Regions from separate parts of the Mus musculus genome. Here regions 1, 3, 4 and 5 are each linked to region 2. The links are chromatin contacts, called in public HiChIP or PLAC-seq and promoter capture Hi-C maps. All regions are on one chromosome and are shown on one strand. The core of a region is the stretch at or near the end of the contact, and the rest is flanking DNA. Distances in the headings are between cores, read along the strand shown.

The links. Promoter capture Hi-C pulls out the DNA fragments that hold promoters and counts their contacts. HiChIP or PLAC-seq counts read pairs in DNA pulled down with a chosen protein or histone mark.
Region 1: a contact with region 2 is called in an H3K27ac HiChIP or PLAC-seq map of extraembryonic endoderm stem cells, with 3 times the contacts expected there. The contact joins the promoter of Fam168a here to the promoter of Stard10 in region 2. A contact is called at or near these places in 15 of 39 promoter capture datasets (the 3T3-L1 cell line, 3T3-L1-derived adipocytes, cranial neural crest and 10 more) and 2 of 115 datasets of contacts at active chromatin or transcription factors (extraembryonic endoderm stem cells and pancreatic cancer cells).
Region 3: a FOXA1 HiChIP or PLAC-seq map of pancreatic cancer cells shows a contact between it and region 2. The contact joins the promoter of Coa4 here to the promoter of Stard10 in region 2. A contact is called at or near these places in 4 of 39 promoter capture datasets (cranial neural crest, hematopoietic stem and progenitor cells, liver and 1 more), 1 of 484 Hi-C or Micro-C datasets (the G1E-ER4 cell line), 1 of 115 datasets of contacts at active chromatin or transcription factors (pancreatic cancer cells) and 1 of 9 other capture datasets (pancreatic islet).
Region 4: a contact with region 2 is called in a FOXA1 HiChIP or PLAC-seq map of pancreatic cancer cells. The contact joins the promoter of Inppl1 here to the promoter of Stard10 in region 2. A contact is called at or near these places in 1 of 484 Hi-C or Micro-C datasets (embryonic stem cells), 1 of 115 datasets of contacts at active chromatin or transcription factors (pancreatic cancer cells) and 1 of 9 other capture datasets (pancreatic islet).
Region 5: a contact with region 2 is called in a promoter capture Hi-C map of neutrophils, with 2.4 times the contacts expected there. The contact joins the promoter of Il18bp here to the promoter of Stard10 in region 2. A contact is called at or near these places in 2 of 39 promoter capture datasets (hippocampal neurons and neutrophils) and 1 of 115 datasets of contacts at active chromatin or transcription factors (microglia).

Annotation. Positions count from the first base shown.
Region 1 is chr7:100,705,222-100,708,059 of GRCm38.p6, reverse strand. Fam168a (family with sequence similarity 168, member A) reads right to left here and starts at 1,425. Exons shown (of 9, transcript NM_001362169.1): 1 at 1,167-1,425.
Region 2 is chr7:101,319,509-101,322,437 of GRCm38.p6, reverse strand. Stard10 (START domain containing 10) reads right to left here and starts at 1,325. Exons shown (of 7, transcript NM_019990.5): 1 at 1,086-1,325; 2 at 405-724. The coding sequence starts at 611.
Region 3 is chr7:100,535,837-100,538,595 of GRCm38.p6, reverse strand. Coa4 (cytochrome c oxidase assembly factor 4) reads right to left here and starts at 1,496. Exons shown (of 2, transcript NM_183270.2): 1 at 1,404-1,496. It overlaps Gm39058 (a long non-coding RNA gene), which reads left to right and starts at 1,477. Exons shown (of 2, transcript XR_869836.2): 1 at 1,477-1,792.
Region 4 is chr7:101,836,525-101,839,292 of GRCm38.p6, reverse strand. Inppl1 (inositol polyphosphate phosphatase-like 1) reads left to right here and starts at 1,469. Exons shown (of 29, transcript NM_001122739.1): 1 at 1,469-1,572; 2 at 2,342-2,722. The coding sequence starts at 2,541. Gm10602 (a long non-coding RNA gene) reads right to left here. Exons shown (of 2, transcript XR_003946663.1): 1 at 1,876-2,768; 2 at 1-491.
Region 5 is chr7:102,016,669-102,019,693 of GRCm38.p6, reverse strand. Il18bp (interleukin 18 binding protein) reads left to right here and starts at 1,462. Exons shown (of 7, transcript NM_010531.2): 1 at 1,462-1,584; 2 at 2,030-2,097; 3 at 2,343-2,407; 4 at 2,753-2,944. The coding sequence starts at 2,380. It overlaps Rnf121 (ring finger protein 121), which reads left to right. Exons shown (of 9, transcript NM_029211.3): 9 at 1-557.

The DNA.
Region 1 (2,838 bases), core at 176-2,675, 610 kb after region 2:
GTTCTAACCCCTAAACCTCTGGTGTGTCTTGGAGGACATCTTAATCCTTCCTTTCCTAAATAAACTGACCCACTCCATCCCCGCTGCCACCTCACCACAGGTAACCAGCTTATCACAGACATTTCTTCTGCAAAACTGGCAGAGAGACATTTTCTTTATGATACCATCCACTAACCTTGCTCGACACCTGCCAGAATTATTTTAGTTGAGTCCAGCTGAGTAGTCTGACATATCCTCTACCTCCAACTTCCGCTCAGGGGAGCCACCTTGTTCCTTCCAGAGACTCTAAACTCATCCTAAATCCTTTTCCACTGAGCCCTCATCCCCAATTTCAATCCCTGTCTTCCTATTTGGGGCCCAACTTACAATTCACTCCCTCCTGTCAGCTTACCTCATCCATCCATCTCCTGTAGTTGGAGGTCTCATCACTACCAGTCCAAATTCAAACCTCCAGCAGCAGCCTACCTCAAGAAAACCCCAAACAATTCCTACCTCTTCTGTTCTCTCCAAGCCCTATTTCCGTAAGTATTCACAAATTCCATCATCCCCAGAAGACAACAGCCCATTTCAAGCTGGGGTCTCAACCCATGCCAAAGCCCTCACCCCCAGCTCCTACCATCTCCATCTTCCTTCCCCAGGTCCACCCCAAGTCCCACCTTCCAAAATTAGCACTCCCTAGAGTCCCATCCAACGTTTATATCCCACTGGCATTGAAATCATCTCCTTAGCCCCCACCCCGCTCTGATCACAAGCTGTCAACTGCTTCAGGCCAACCCCAAATCATCACCTTCATTCAGTCCCATCCCCCATTAAAAGACATCCCACTCCAATCTCACCTTCCACCTCGCCCCAAGACAATCCCAAATTCCACCTCAATACCCTACACACCCCATGCTCCTATCCCTGGTCTGGTTATCCCTCCATGTAAAGTCCTACCCCCTCACCCCCCTCCGCTACCCTCCCTGACCTGCTGCTGTCCCACCCTCACCCCACTCCCAGCCCGCGTACGGACAAGTCTCCCCCACCAGCCCGCCGTTCCATCGCCACCTCGGTCCCCTCCCCCAAGCCGGCGCGGGGGCCCTACAGCCCCCACCCTCGTTCTCCCCGGCGCCACCAGCCCTGGCTCCACGGGAGCGGGCCGGGGGGCGGAGGGGGGGTCTCCTCACCGGCGAGCTGCTGCAGACGAAAACCGCGGCGGCCGCAACTGAAGCGGCGATGCCCTTGTCTTCTCTGGAGGCTACAGCGGCGACGCTCTCGTTCCCTCGTCCGTGTCCAGTAGGGTGGTGGATGGCGCGCAGGGACGGGAGCCTCCTCCTCCTTCTCCTCAGCTACTCAGATCTGAATCCTCTGCAGTAGCCGCGGAGAAACCCGACAGTGGGGGAAGGGGACGCTCGGCTGCAGGCAAGAGAGGAGGAGGCGGAGGGAGGGGGCGGGGGACCGCTGAGAAGGGCGGGGGAGGAGGAGTCGGCGCGCTGTCCCGACACGTCCCACAGCCTCCGAGCTCTTGAACTACAACTCCCGGCATGCTCTGCCACGGCCCTGCGCGGCCTGGTTCTCCCAACCCTGCTCCGGTCCTGGACCGCACCCTCTTGGGTCACAGACAATGGACTCCCACGGGCTTTTGTAAACTCAAAGGCCTCTTGGGAGGGAAGTTGGATATTTCCGCAGCCTCATCTCCATGAAGCAAAACAACCTACACATGCACTCTTTTCCGCCCAAGGGACTACACCTCCCAGCATGCCGCACACAGTTTCCCATTCTCTCCTTCCGGACCCCTCTCAGACCCGGTACTACAGTTCCCAGGAGTGTGGTCCTTGCGAAATGCTGGGACATGCAGTTCTCAGTCCTTCCTCCATGTTAAGAAAAAAAGAAGTGAAAGAGAGAAAAAGGGGAAGGACTATTCCAACCCACTGAGCTTGGGCCTAGATTGGCTACATCACCTGTAATTCTGTACTCTCCTCGCCATCTCCGTTGTCACTGTCTCGCCAGAACTAATGCTGCATCAGCTTCCCTGGCATCCCTGAAAATCAGAGGACAAGTCTGCAACTTAAATCCTCATGTAAAAAGCACATTTGTTTACATTTACATTACTTATAAGTATTTAATCTAAAAAGATTATCAAAAATTTTTGGAAAACAATGCCCACGGTTATTATAGGAGGTTGTTGAATATGAGTTGAGAAGGATGTAGATATTCATCAATAGAGGGCTGATTTAATAAATAGTGATGTATGTATTCAACGTAATGCTAAGCAGCCATTTAAAATGATGGTAAATATCTTTAGACATGAAAGGCTTTTCACAATTTCTTGTCAGAGGGGCAAATTGATAGCAAAAACAGCAAGATTAGACAGGTTCGATTTATTTGAAGTTCGAGGATATAAAAGCGTAAAGATTTCAGTGAAGAGATTCTCCAAAATGTTATCAGTGATTATCTTAAAGAAAGAATTGTTAGGTTTCAGGTTCCTCTTATCTTTTATACTGTCTGAATTGTTTAAGGAAGCACACACCGTTTTTTAAACATAAAAGGTTATTTCATATGCATACACACACACACACACACACACACACACACACACATGCTTGCACGCACACACACAGATACAGCTATAGATATTCCAAATACAACAACCTCTTGATTTCCCACCTACAAACTTTCCTTGGGTCTTGTTTACCTAAACAGTGTTTCAGGACTGTGTGTCTACCTTTCTGTAAATCCCACTATTAAAATAATGGTAGTTGTGTACTGTATTAGTTACTTCTCTGGTTGCTGAGACAAAATACTTGATAAGAGCAATTTAAGGAAGGAAGGAAGGAAGGAAGGAAGGAAGGAAGGAAG
Region 2 (2,929 bases), core at 76-2,575:
GGAATTGAGAAGGAAGGAATCTCATCCTCTGCACCCAAGAGTGCAGAAAGTAGAGCAGAAGACCCATCGCGGGCTAGAGAACCCCGGGTGAAGGAGGAAGTGGGCCGTTCACCTACCTAGTGGGTCAAACTAAGGGTCCAAGCAGAAGCTACTCTGAAAGACAGACCTTTGAGAGACACTATTCCCCTAAGTGTACCTGGCCATCACCCATCTCCCAAACACACAGGCATGCCTAGGTTAGAACCCGGGTCATATGGCCCATGTGTGTCCTCTGGTTTATATTAGGAGACTCTGAGCTCACATGCACCCCTCTATGGGTCCCTGGTCTGAGTATGGGCGAGGAGATTCCTGTGAGAGACAGTTCGGGAGGAGTGGAGGCTGCAGGTACCACAGGGCAATCCTACCTTGATCTTGTGCAGAGTTCGATCCATCTCCACAGCCTGCACCCACACAGACACGCCGGCCTTGCTGTAGGTCAGGTTCCAGCCCACCTCGGCCTCACACTCTGACCGGAAACTGCGGAAGTCCTGGTCATCGGGCACCTGGACACTTTCACGGCCCAAGGCGGGCCGAGACCCTTGGGGTTCTGTTGAGGCAGCTGGCTTTTCCATAGGGAGCGTGGGGAGGCCCGGGGCCCTGGTCCTAGTCCGACTCTCCTGGGTCCTCCGCGGAGGCTCAGACAACGTCGACGCGGCTGCAGATGCTGACGCCACCTTCCTGGGACCTGCAAGACCGGTTTGGGGACCAGAGTCAGTGCGCTGGGGGCGCGGGTGGGGCTAGCCGGGGTCCCGGACCAGCGGACAGCTTGAAAAGGGCAGGTACTGGCCCCAGGCGGTTGTGCACCGGCACAGGACAGTCACTTGGGCCACCCTCCCACAAGGAGCGACCTCATACTTCCCTGGAGCGGCAGTAGGATTGCTGCGTAGCGGGTGCAGGAGCCCGCGAGAGCCGGGCGGGACTCTGGGGGATCGCAAGTGCGGGTCTGGCACGGAGTCCTCGCGCGGTGCTGGCCGGACTCGCACAACTAACTCAGCAGCAAGCCGCGCGGGGCCGTGGTGGGGGCGGGTGTGGTGGCGGAGTCTCACCTGTGCGGGCTTCTCTGCCGGGGCCCGCCGGGGCCGGTGTGCGAGCTCTTCCGCCGCCGCCGCTGCCTCCGCTGCCCGGGCGACCGGGGGCCGCGCGGGGACCCTGGGGGGAGGAGCAGTGGGTCCCGCCGCCGGCCCCGCCCCGCTCCGCGCCCCCCGCCCCGCGCGCCCCCTCCGCCCTCCTCCCTCCCGCTAGGCTCGGGGCTCCCGGGCTCCGCTCGCCTCGCTCGGTATTTTCCAGGCTGCGGAGGTAAGAACTGCGGGAGCACCGAGCCCCGCCCCGCCCCGCCCCGCCGGGTCCTAGCGCCCGCCCCCGTAAGCCCCGGGGAAGGGGCAAAGTCCGGGGAGAGATGTAGACTATCAGAGGACCGGGGACCTGTGAGCAGGAACCACATAGCGAAGTAACAAAGTAGCCTGGGCTCTCAGAGTAAGGTTGAGGTGCCAAGAGAGATTCTGGAAGTTAACTGAGAGCCTCTTCTCTACTCTTCGCTCCCACCCTTGCAGGTACACGCTTCTGCAACAGCTTATTCACACACACAACACTTCAGAGATTCAAGGGTGGGCACACACCCTCATGACAATTGAAAGACTAACTAGCAGGAATAGGGATGACAGCCCCTCAGTAACTAAATTAGAAATGGCGACAGCCTGCAAGCCCCAAGAACCAAGAGCATAACAAGCCTCCTCCACACACCCAACTCAATTTTCCAGTAGGGTGTGCAAACCCAGCCGGAAGTTGATCCGACTTTAAAGGCTCAAGGTTCAAAGGCTGGCCAGAATTTGGCAAAATTTCCACTTCAGCCTCACTCTGGCCAGAGAGAGGTCCTGAGCCAGCAACCTCTTACATCCCTATTTGGCAGCTTCCAAACCCACCCCTCTTTAGCTCTCAGCCATTTACCCACACCTCCCCTAGGCGAAGACCAGTTCTCAAAAGCACAGGGCTGCAGAACACTGGAGCACAGGCCCCCTCCACCCCTCTGTAGAATAGAGTGGACCAGAGCTCTACTCTGTAGCCTGATGTAAATTCTGTCCACTAACTCTTCTGCCTACTCTTCCATTCTGGGAGCCCTGTCCCATCTACCCAGTGAAAGCTAGGGCCAGGCCAGTATGAGCATGGCAGTCTTGTCACTGTCTGGGCCAGAGACGAGCAGGGAAAGCCTTTGGTGTGCTCCTCTGGATATTAGGAGCAATAAGTGACTACCACTGACCTAGTAGTACCAGAGTCTGCTAATGGCTATTCCCACCAGTGCCAGAGTACCAAGCCTCTGCCACCCAGGCTCCTTCTGTGCCCTCTGCATTCTCCCCCTGGTCCCTCAGAAGTCACCTCTTATCTCCACCATGTAGATTTCTTTTCTTACAGGTGTTAAAAGAAAACCGCAGACTCAGCACTGTAGGTTCACAAATAGATGTGCTTTTTTTTTTTTTTCCCTGAAGTGCTCAGGGCTCTGAGATCTTTGTAAATCATGCCCACTTTTAAAATAAGCAGGAAACTGGATGTGGTAGCACAGACCTATAATCCCAGCTACTCAGGAGACTGGGGAGGAAGACCCAAAGTTTAAGGCTTTCCCTGGGCTGCATATTCCGTTCAAAACCAGCACAGGCAACAAAGTAAGACTTTGCCCCCCCACCCCAAAATGTTTTTAAAGGCTGCCGGGCAGTGGTGGCACACACCTTTAATCCCAGCACATGGGAGGCAGAGGCAGGTGGATTTCTGAGTTTGAGGCCAGCCTGGTCTACAGAGTGAGTTCCAGGATAGTTAGGGAGGCTGTAACTTTGTGGTAGAGCCCTAGGTTTAATCATTGGTAAATAAAAAAATAAAAAATAAGTCAGGGGCAAACAGGTAG
Region 3 (2,759 bases), core at 247-2,746, 780 kb after region 2:
GAGGCTGAGGCAAAAGATGGGTCTGTGTGGTATGAGGCTGTTTAGTCAGCAATATCCAAATGTGAGCTTATTTGCCCAGACTGCTTCCCAAAGATCATCTGTTTCAGAACCCTACAGAATGCAGCAAGAGAGAACCCTACAGAATGCAGCAAGAGAGAACTCAGGAAAGGCTTCAATAGAGATAACTTCAACCTTTGCAAAAAGTTTGTTACGACGGGGTATAAAGGCGCTAAATGCCTCTTTTCTGTCTTATTCATTAATAGGTGGTTACTGTGTTGTGTGTTGGCTACTATATTAAGAGTATACAAGGGCTGGTGAGATGGCTCAGTGGGTAAGAGCACCCGACTGCTCTTCCGAAGATCGGAAGTTCAAATCCCAGCAACCACATGGTGGCTCACAACCACCCGTAATGAGATCCGATGCCCTCTTCTGGTACGTCTGAAGACAGCTACAGTGTACTTTACATATAATAAATAAATAAATCTTTAAAAAAAAAAAAAAGAGTATACAAACAAGACCAAGCTAGAGACAATTCCTGCCCTCATGGAGTTTACAATCTAGGCAAGTAAACTGGAAGTTTACAACAGTATGTACAGACAGCTGGGAAAACGAGGCAGGTCTAATCTGTCAAGACTTTCTAGAGAACCTGACTTCCAGGATGAAACTCAAGGATGAATGAGTTAGCCAAACATGGGAAAACTATTTCTGGCTAGAGGTAGACACATGAGAGGAATCACAAGTTCGATGACTGGGCTGAAAATGTAGTTTGGTAGTAGTACAAATGTCCAACGTGGAAAAGTAAATTGAATTTGATTCTCAGCCTCGTAAAACACTTCAGTAACTGGAGAAACCAGAAGAGCAGGAAATGAAAATTGGCAGAAATAAGTAAATGATTGATCAGCAAAGCTTTGCAGCCCATGTTAGGAGTTTAAGACTATTATCATGAGGAAAAGGGGTAGGTCACAAGACGATTTAAGCACTTCTCTATATAAACCTCACCGCTACGGAGGCACAATAAAAGGGTAAATGTCTTTGCCTGGAGACCTGTATTATTAGGTAGGGCCGTCAACAAATCATACACACACACACACACACACACACACACACACAAAATAAAATCGCTTTAAGATTCACTAGGTAGACTTTGTAAATAGCACTGCAGTATATGTCCAATACATGTTGTCCTCGGTACTCCTTGAATAAAATGAGTTCAACCCATGCTTAGAAATAAGGGCAGGCTAGATGCCTGACAGCTTGGCAAGGCCTTCTAGTAAGGCATGACAAGGAAGAGGAAGGAGAGAAATACAGGCATCCAAGTCCCCTGAAGCACCTCTCCCAGTTTCAGGAGCACTCCCGCCGTCCCCACTGTGCATCCGGTGTAGGGATGCGTGCGCAGTGCTCACCCGCAGGTGCAGAAGAGCGTGCGAGCGCGTTCCGCCCCAGACGCGGGGATTCGTAGGCAATAAGGACGCCCCCTGTTCTCTCCGCAGGAAGCCGACCCAGCGGGAGCACACACGCGGAAGAACAGAGCCCTCTGCAATTCCCATTGGTGAACTCTCCGTGTAGAGCCCGCCTTCAGCCCGCCTCTTCCGGGAAAGGGCGGAAGGAGCGGACCAATGGAGACCGGATCCTAGGGAAGGCACCTTGGATCGTTCTGAGAGACTGTGTACACACCCTCAGGTGACTCCAGGCCACCTGAGAGTGACGGAGGAGGCGGGTAGCCATTATGCCTTTTCATCAGCAAGAGCTCTGACTGGACCCATGTCTGAAGTGTTACCGCATGGGTTGCCAAGTAAGCTGAAGGGCACAGGATCCAGAAAAGGAATTTCAAATGGGACATTTTTCATTCCCAAGTAAAACAAAGAAACATGTATGCACAGTGTGTCCCATGCCATAACTAGGATCTAGAATGCCCTAATTGCTGAAGTGAAAGGAAGAGGCATTTTCTATTTACATTTGTGTATTTATGTGTGGCGTTGAGGTACACGTGTGGAGAGCAGAGAACAGCAAGAATTGATTCTGTCCTAACATGTGGGTCCTGGTCTTGAACTCAGGTTGTATGGTGGCTGGCAACTTTACTCAGGAACCATCTTGCAGGGGCCAAGGGATTGATCTTTCCTCACTCTGCCTGCCTTCTCTTCCCCACTTTCATTGACAGTGCACACAAGCTCCCTGGAGACCCTTTTCTTAACTTTCCATCTCTCTAGGCTTCAGGGTGGAAAGTGAGTTATTGCACCTAGCCATATCCAGACAACTCTAATCCTCTTTTACCTCTGAATGGCATTCTGTGTCATTCCTGACCATTGAATTCTCTCTCTCTCTCTCTCTCTCTCTCTCTCTCTCACACACACACACACAATCAACCTTCCTAAATTCTGTGAGAAAAGCTCATTTTATTGATTATCTGTCATTTCACATACCATTATTATGTTTTGTATCTATTTTTGGTTTTGTTTTGGGTATTTTATTTGTATTTGGGGGGATAGGGTCTCACTATGTAGCAGTAGCTACTGTGTGTAGTAGCTAGCCTTGAATATGTAGTTCAGGCTGGCCTCAAGCTTGTGGCTTTCCTGCCTTAGCTCTCCGAGTGTTGCAATGACAAGTGTGTGCCACCGGGACCAACCTTGAAGCTTAGTTCTTTACTATGATAAGTGAAGATCATCACACATATTTATGATAAATACATATAGATCATCAAGCATATATGTACTTATATATGTATTTACCATATATGTGTATTTATCATATATCTATGTCTG
Region 4 (2,768 bases), core at 220-2,719, 520 kb before region 2:
GAAGAAACAAAAGCTTGCATTTCGCCCAGTGCTGTATCCTACTGATGAAGCCAAAGAAACTATTAGTGGCTTCCCAGAGGCAGAAGCACCCTCTAGCCTTCGGCTAAATTGTATTTGTGTTTATTCTGAGTGTGTGCCTAGGTGTGTGGGCTGCATGGATGACTTGGCACAGGTGTGGAAGTCAGAGGACAACATGCAGGAGCTCTCTCCTTCCACCACATGGGTCCCTGGGGTTCAACTCAAAGTCTTCAAACTTGGCAAAAGCGCCTTTACCTGTTAAGCCATCTCACCCCAATGACACAGTCTTTAGCATCGCCGTCCTCTCAGGAAGCTGTAAATATATTGATTTTGGAGGGTCGTGACAGCTTTTCTCCAACTCGTTCTCCTTTCTTTCTTTGAGGCCACATCTCTTATGTAGTCTTGGATGGGCTGGAAGTCTAGACCAAGGAAGCTGGCTTACAACTAGGTAGAGTTCCATTTGCTTCTGCCTCCTGTGGGTCGGGAATACAGGCATAGGAAAGTAAGACCCCACTGCACACCCCCGGGATCTGGGGTGGGCGTCCTCCATTCCCGGCGGGAGGAGCTGGGTACAGATTGGAGGATGTTACTTTATTTAAGCCCTGGCAGGACCAGGAGAAACAGGTAGGTGGGTGGAGGATCTCTGTTTTTGTATTTATCTGTTCTGGAAGGTCCCTACAGACCCGTCACGTCCCAGGCTTTGTTCTAGATGGGTTAAGCCAATGCAAATTGGCTTATCCTCTAAACAGAGGGAAACTCCTCAGGGTTGACCCCAGGCTCGGTCAACAGGTTCAATTTACCAGAGCGAAAGTTCTCTCCCAGGTTAAAGGGATGCTCCTGACAGACTCTAGGAGTTGGTGGTTGTAGGCAAGCGGCTAGAGGCCTGCGCCTTTAAGGAGCCAGGGGGCAGAGGGGCGGGGCAGGAAGAGAAATCCTTGGAGACGCCACCACCATCCAGGTCTTTTTTTAGGGGGGAAATAGGGCGGGCCAAAGCCCTGTTTGGGTTCCGCCCCGTCTTCTCCCGCCGGGTCCCCTTTTCCGCCCCAGGGGTCGGTGGATGGGAGGTCTTAGCAGCCAGAGTCTTAGGAGCTCCCTGCTCGCACCTGGCCCACGGAAGCGCAAGTTTGTTGATTTGGAGGGAGTAGCCGGAGCGGGGGCGGTGCTAATAATACCCGTTCAGTCCCCAGTCGCGCTTTACAGTTTACACAGCTGTCACCTTCGTTACTCCTTAATTAATAATAAAAATAGCCGCCGTCCCGGAGCGCACGCTGCATGCCAGGCCCTGAGCTTTACAGGCAGAGCCCCAATGAGCCCGCCCTCGTAACGTTACCCCAGTTATCGAAAGCGAGAAGCTCGGGCGCACTGAAGAGCCAAGGCTGTCCCGAGGTCACTCTGCGGGCGTGCGGCGGAGACCGGGACGCGGGCGGACGAGGCGGGGCGCGGGCGGGGCGGAAGGCGCGGGGTGCGCGGTGGCGGCGGATGGCCATCTTAAGTGGCCGCGGGGAGTCCAGGGAGGCTTCCCCGGGCTAGGAGTCAACCCGAGTCGCCCTAGAGGTGGGGCCTGCGTTCGGTAGTTGAGGCTCTGAGACTTGAGGGAACTTTTTTTCTAGGTAGTCGAGGGGGTCCTCCTGGTCTGGGACTGCAAAACCTGGGCCTGCGGGTGTGGGGCGTGGTGCCAGGCAATTTGGTGGAGATGGGGGAAGGGTTTTGCCAGGCTGGAGGGCCTGCGGGGACCGGTGCGTGAAAGGCACCTCGAGCGCGCGCGTATGTGTGGGGTGGGGTATCGGATCTCTTTGGGATCTTGTGGGATGTGTCAGGAATCGTTTTGGGGGGTTCAGGTCTGAAGGGGCCTCTGACCTTATAGGAGTTACGAGAACTTGTTCTCTTGGATGTTGTAGTAGTTGTGGATGTCTATCCTGGAGCCTTGCTTTCCGAACCTTGATCCCGCAAGGCTGTGGGGGTGCCGAGTAGAAGAGATGTGTGTAGTAGAATCAGATTTGCATAGGGATTAGGGGTCATCTCATTGCGAATCGTTGGAAGGATTGAATTCACCAGCGAGAACTTGGACTCACAAGTTGTCCCGGAGCGGGTACCGGGGAACTGGATCTTCTTGAGGTGGGGGGACAAAATAATTGTGGGACTTGGGAGGTGCTGGTCTTGCGGGTCCTGTAGGGCTGTCGGAGCATCGTCCTTGCCGAGAGAGGCTGGGGGCAGGGGCGGCCCGGGCTCTGGGCCGAGTGGAGGGGGAGGGGACCGGCCAGCTCCTAGCTCCGTTCCCGCCCCTCCCCCGCCGCCTCTGAACAAACTTTTCTTTCTCTTCAAGTTGAGGCCGGCGCTGCGGGCGGCGGCGGCTGCGCGGAGATCCAGGCGGTTGGCGCGGCCAAGCGTGGAACCCACATACTGGGTTCTCTCGGGCTGGTGGATCCTTAGTCCCGGGACCCGGGCCCAACCTCGACTTCAAGCTTCCCCGGGCGGATGGCGCGGAGCGGCAGGCATCGGCGGCGCTGAGCCCTGCGTGGGCCATGGCCTCAGTGTGTGGGACACCGAGTCCCGGGGGTGCGCTAGGCAGCCCGGCCCCAGCCTGGTATCACCGTGACCTGAGCCGCGCTGCTGCGGAGGAGCTCCTGGCTCGGGCGGGCCGCGATGGCAGCTTCCTGGTGCGAGATAGCGAGAGCGTGGCGGGGGCCTTCGCACTCTGCGTCCTGTGAGTAGGGCGGGCACACGCCGAGTGTTCCTTGGTTGTGGTGGCA
Region 5 (3,025 bases), core at 213-2,712, 700 kb before region 2:
GCCAGGCAGAGTATAAAAGCAATCTATATATCATTAAGCTGTGGAAGCTACATTGGCAGCAGCGAATGTTGCAGCTTCTTGTGCAAGTACACCCTTCATGGAAGTGTTGACATGTGCCAAAGGGTACTCTGCACATCACTTCCTTCCTGAAAGCCTAAGAGTGTGTATGTTTGTGTATGCACAGAGCAGACAGACTAATGGATCTCTGTTTTCTGCCAGTCATCAGTGTGCCCTTGAAGCTAAGAGGGGATTCCAGCCCAGGAAACGTCCCTAGGTAGGCTTGGTCATTTGTGGGTTTTTCCCAGGCCTGACGTTAAGAATGGTGAGTGCATAGGCAGAATGAGGCCTGAATAAAGATGGGCTCTGAAAGGGGACTTCTGAGCAGGCCTAACTGTAGTCCTGGAAGTCTGAAGAAAGGGGGAGGGCATCATGGGTCAGCAGCACTGGGTGTCTAGAGAAATTTGGCCTGGCCCATTTGAAGGCAACAAGAACCAAACAGGATCTTGTCATCACATCTGAATAAAGCTCCATGAGCTGGCTGCAAAGCTGGACACGCATTTGCCTTTTTTTTTTTGCCACCTCTTTCCCGGGCCCCCTGGGGTATCTTGGCTTCTTGCATCCCACCTGAGAGCCGGAACCTGGAGCCATTGGTCCTGCCTTCTCACCCATCCTCCCTCTGTGAGAGTGTGTGTGTGTGTGTGTGTGTCTCCTGTCCTACGGCATCAGGGGCCCTGAGGCCTTCACCCCCAGTCTGAGACTAGTACCCTGATACCCCCACAACTCAGCCTGTTCTCTTACTCAGCTGTGGCTTCCTTTTTCCCTCCATCCTCAGAGGAATGAGAGCTGAGCAGAAGGCCAAGAGACAGGCTACTCTTCCTTTGGTATTTGTCCTCCCCTCTCCCTAAGGTGAAGGCTACGTCTATGTTTTACCTTTAGTCTTGTAAGGTACAGTGCAGTTCCTCGTCCTGCACCCCTACCCAAACCCCAGTGGAATGAGAAATCCCCCAATGGCTGTGTGTGGATGCACAACTTCTGGACCTAACTCCTAGAGATCCTGGATTCTGAGGGAGTTTTGCCCTGAATTCAGCAACCTAGGTGGTAGAGGGTAGGTGGACTGCTCAAAAGAAATGTGACTGTGCCACATAGAAGACAGCTTTTAGCCTCCTGCATCTGAACCAGGTATGAATCTATTCCCACAGGTCCTTCCAACCTGCTCCATCCCACTTGTCACCAGTTCTACCCTCTGGTGACAGAATCACAGACCTAAGAGCACAGCACTTTGCCCCAAGTGTGCGCATTGGTCGTTCTGCCCCAAGAGGTTCTGGCACATGCAGGGAGCATGGCTTCAGGGTTTTGTTTGATTCTAATTTTGTTCTTTCCAAGTACCAGTCTCTGAGCTACTGGAGCCAGTGTTGCGGAAGTGCCTTCCTGGCTATTTGGGGTCAGCTCTCGCTTGGCTGGGAGTTTTGTACACGAGCCAGGCAGGGAAGTTGCTCCTTCCTGTGGTGAGATTTTCTTGGGGCCAGGCAGCTATCCTGGCTGAGCCTTAGAGCTCCAAGAAGCTATTCGGGGCTTAGGAGCCAGGTAGGAAGATCTAAATTTACTGAAAACGAACCTGTACAAGTGGCTGTGGCTGTGTGTGAAGGCTGGTGTTAAGTGATACACCTGACCTTGGGGTGAGGGATGGGAGTGGGGGAGCTTGAGAGAAACTACGATATTAATGGGCCAGTGAGGCACTGAATGTAAAAAGGTCAGTGGTTCAATTTGGGGTTCCCAGTACTAATAAATACTGCCTCCTTGGAGTTTGTTCTGGAGAAAGGAAAGTTGGCTGTGAAGGGTGGAAGGGGCAAGACAGGTACAGACCTGTGAGAGACTCATCTTTCTCACCCCTTCGCTAACCTTAGAGAGAGGGGTGAGGTAGATAGAGGATTCCTGTGAGTTTGGAGAGGGGCCCATTCGGAACAGCCTGCTTTCGATTGGGATTCCTAGCTAAGAAAGTGAAAGTGAAAATAGGTGCTCGATTTCCTAGAAGCTGACTGCTGCCTGCCCTTCCCAGAAGGAGGCTGGCAAGCTGGCAAACGGACTGTTGCTTCCCAGGTAAGTCCCTGGCTTTTAGTACTTTCTCTCCTTCCTAAGGGGGTATAAGTTATATAAGTGCTGTTTGGAGCTGGTATGAGAGAAAATTGTTACTATTAACACCAGCAGTGCCTTAAGTGTGGATAGCCCAGCTGGTGGCTACAGGTCTGCCCTCTAAACTACCAGCTCAAATGGGTGTCAGTAACACTGCCTGAGGGAAAGAACACAGATGTAGGGCTAGCTGACTTTTACTTATTTTTTTCCAGAGGAAGTCACAGACACCAGACTTGCTTGCAAGTCATCATGACCATGAGACACTGCTGGACAGCAGGTGGGACATTAGGCTTTGTGGCTCTTAAAGGAATGGAGCTATGTGGCTAACTCTGCTACCCAACACCCCCCACCCCAAGGAAGTTCCATCCAATTCTTCCATTGCTGTAAGCGCCTATGTAGCTACTTTGGTTCTGGCTCCATTTCAAGGCTCCTTTGCACTACATTCAGCAGAGCCGAGGGGTGGGGGCTAAACGGTCTCCACCCACTCAGGTTCCTGGTGAGAACCTAGGAGTATCTGGGTCGAGGTCTGTTCCTACCCAGGTAGCAGCTTGTCCCCAACTAAGATGGGTGCTAGAAAGCTGAGCTTCAGTTTTATTTACAGCTGTAACTGTTTGTTCCTCAGGCCCCAGTTCTTGGTGGGTCCTGCTTTTGTATGTCCATGTCATTTTGGCCAGAGCCACATCTGCACCTCAGACAACTGCCACTGTCTTAACTGGAAGCTCAAAAGACCCATGCTCTTCCTGGTCTCCAGCAGTCCCAACTAAGCAGTACCCAGCACTGGATGTGATTTGGCCAGAAAAAGAAGTGCCACTGAGTAAGCAACAAGTATGGGAGCCCAAGAGGATACAGTTGCCAGAAGCAGGCTGTGAATACAGAGTTGGGGGGTGGGGGTTTG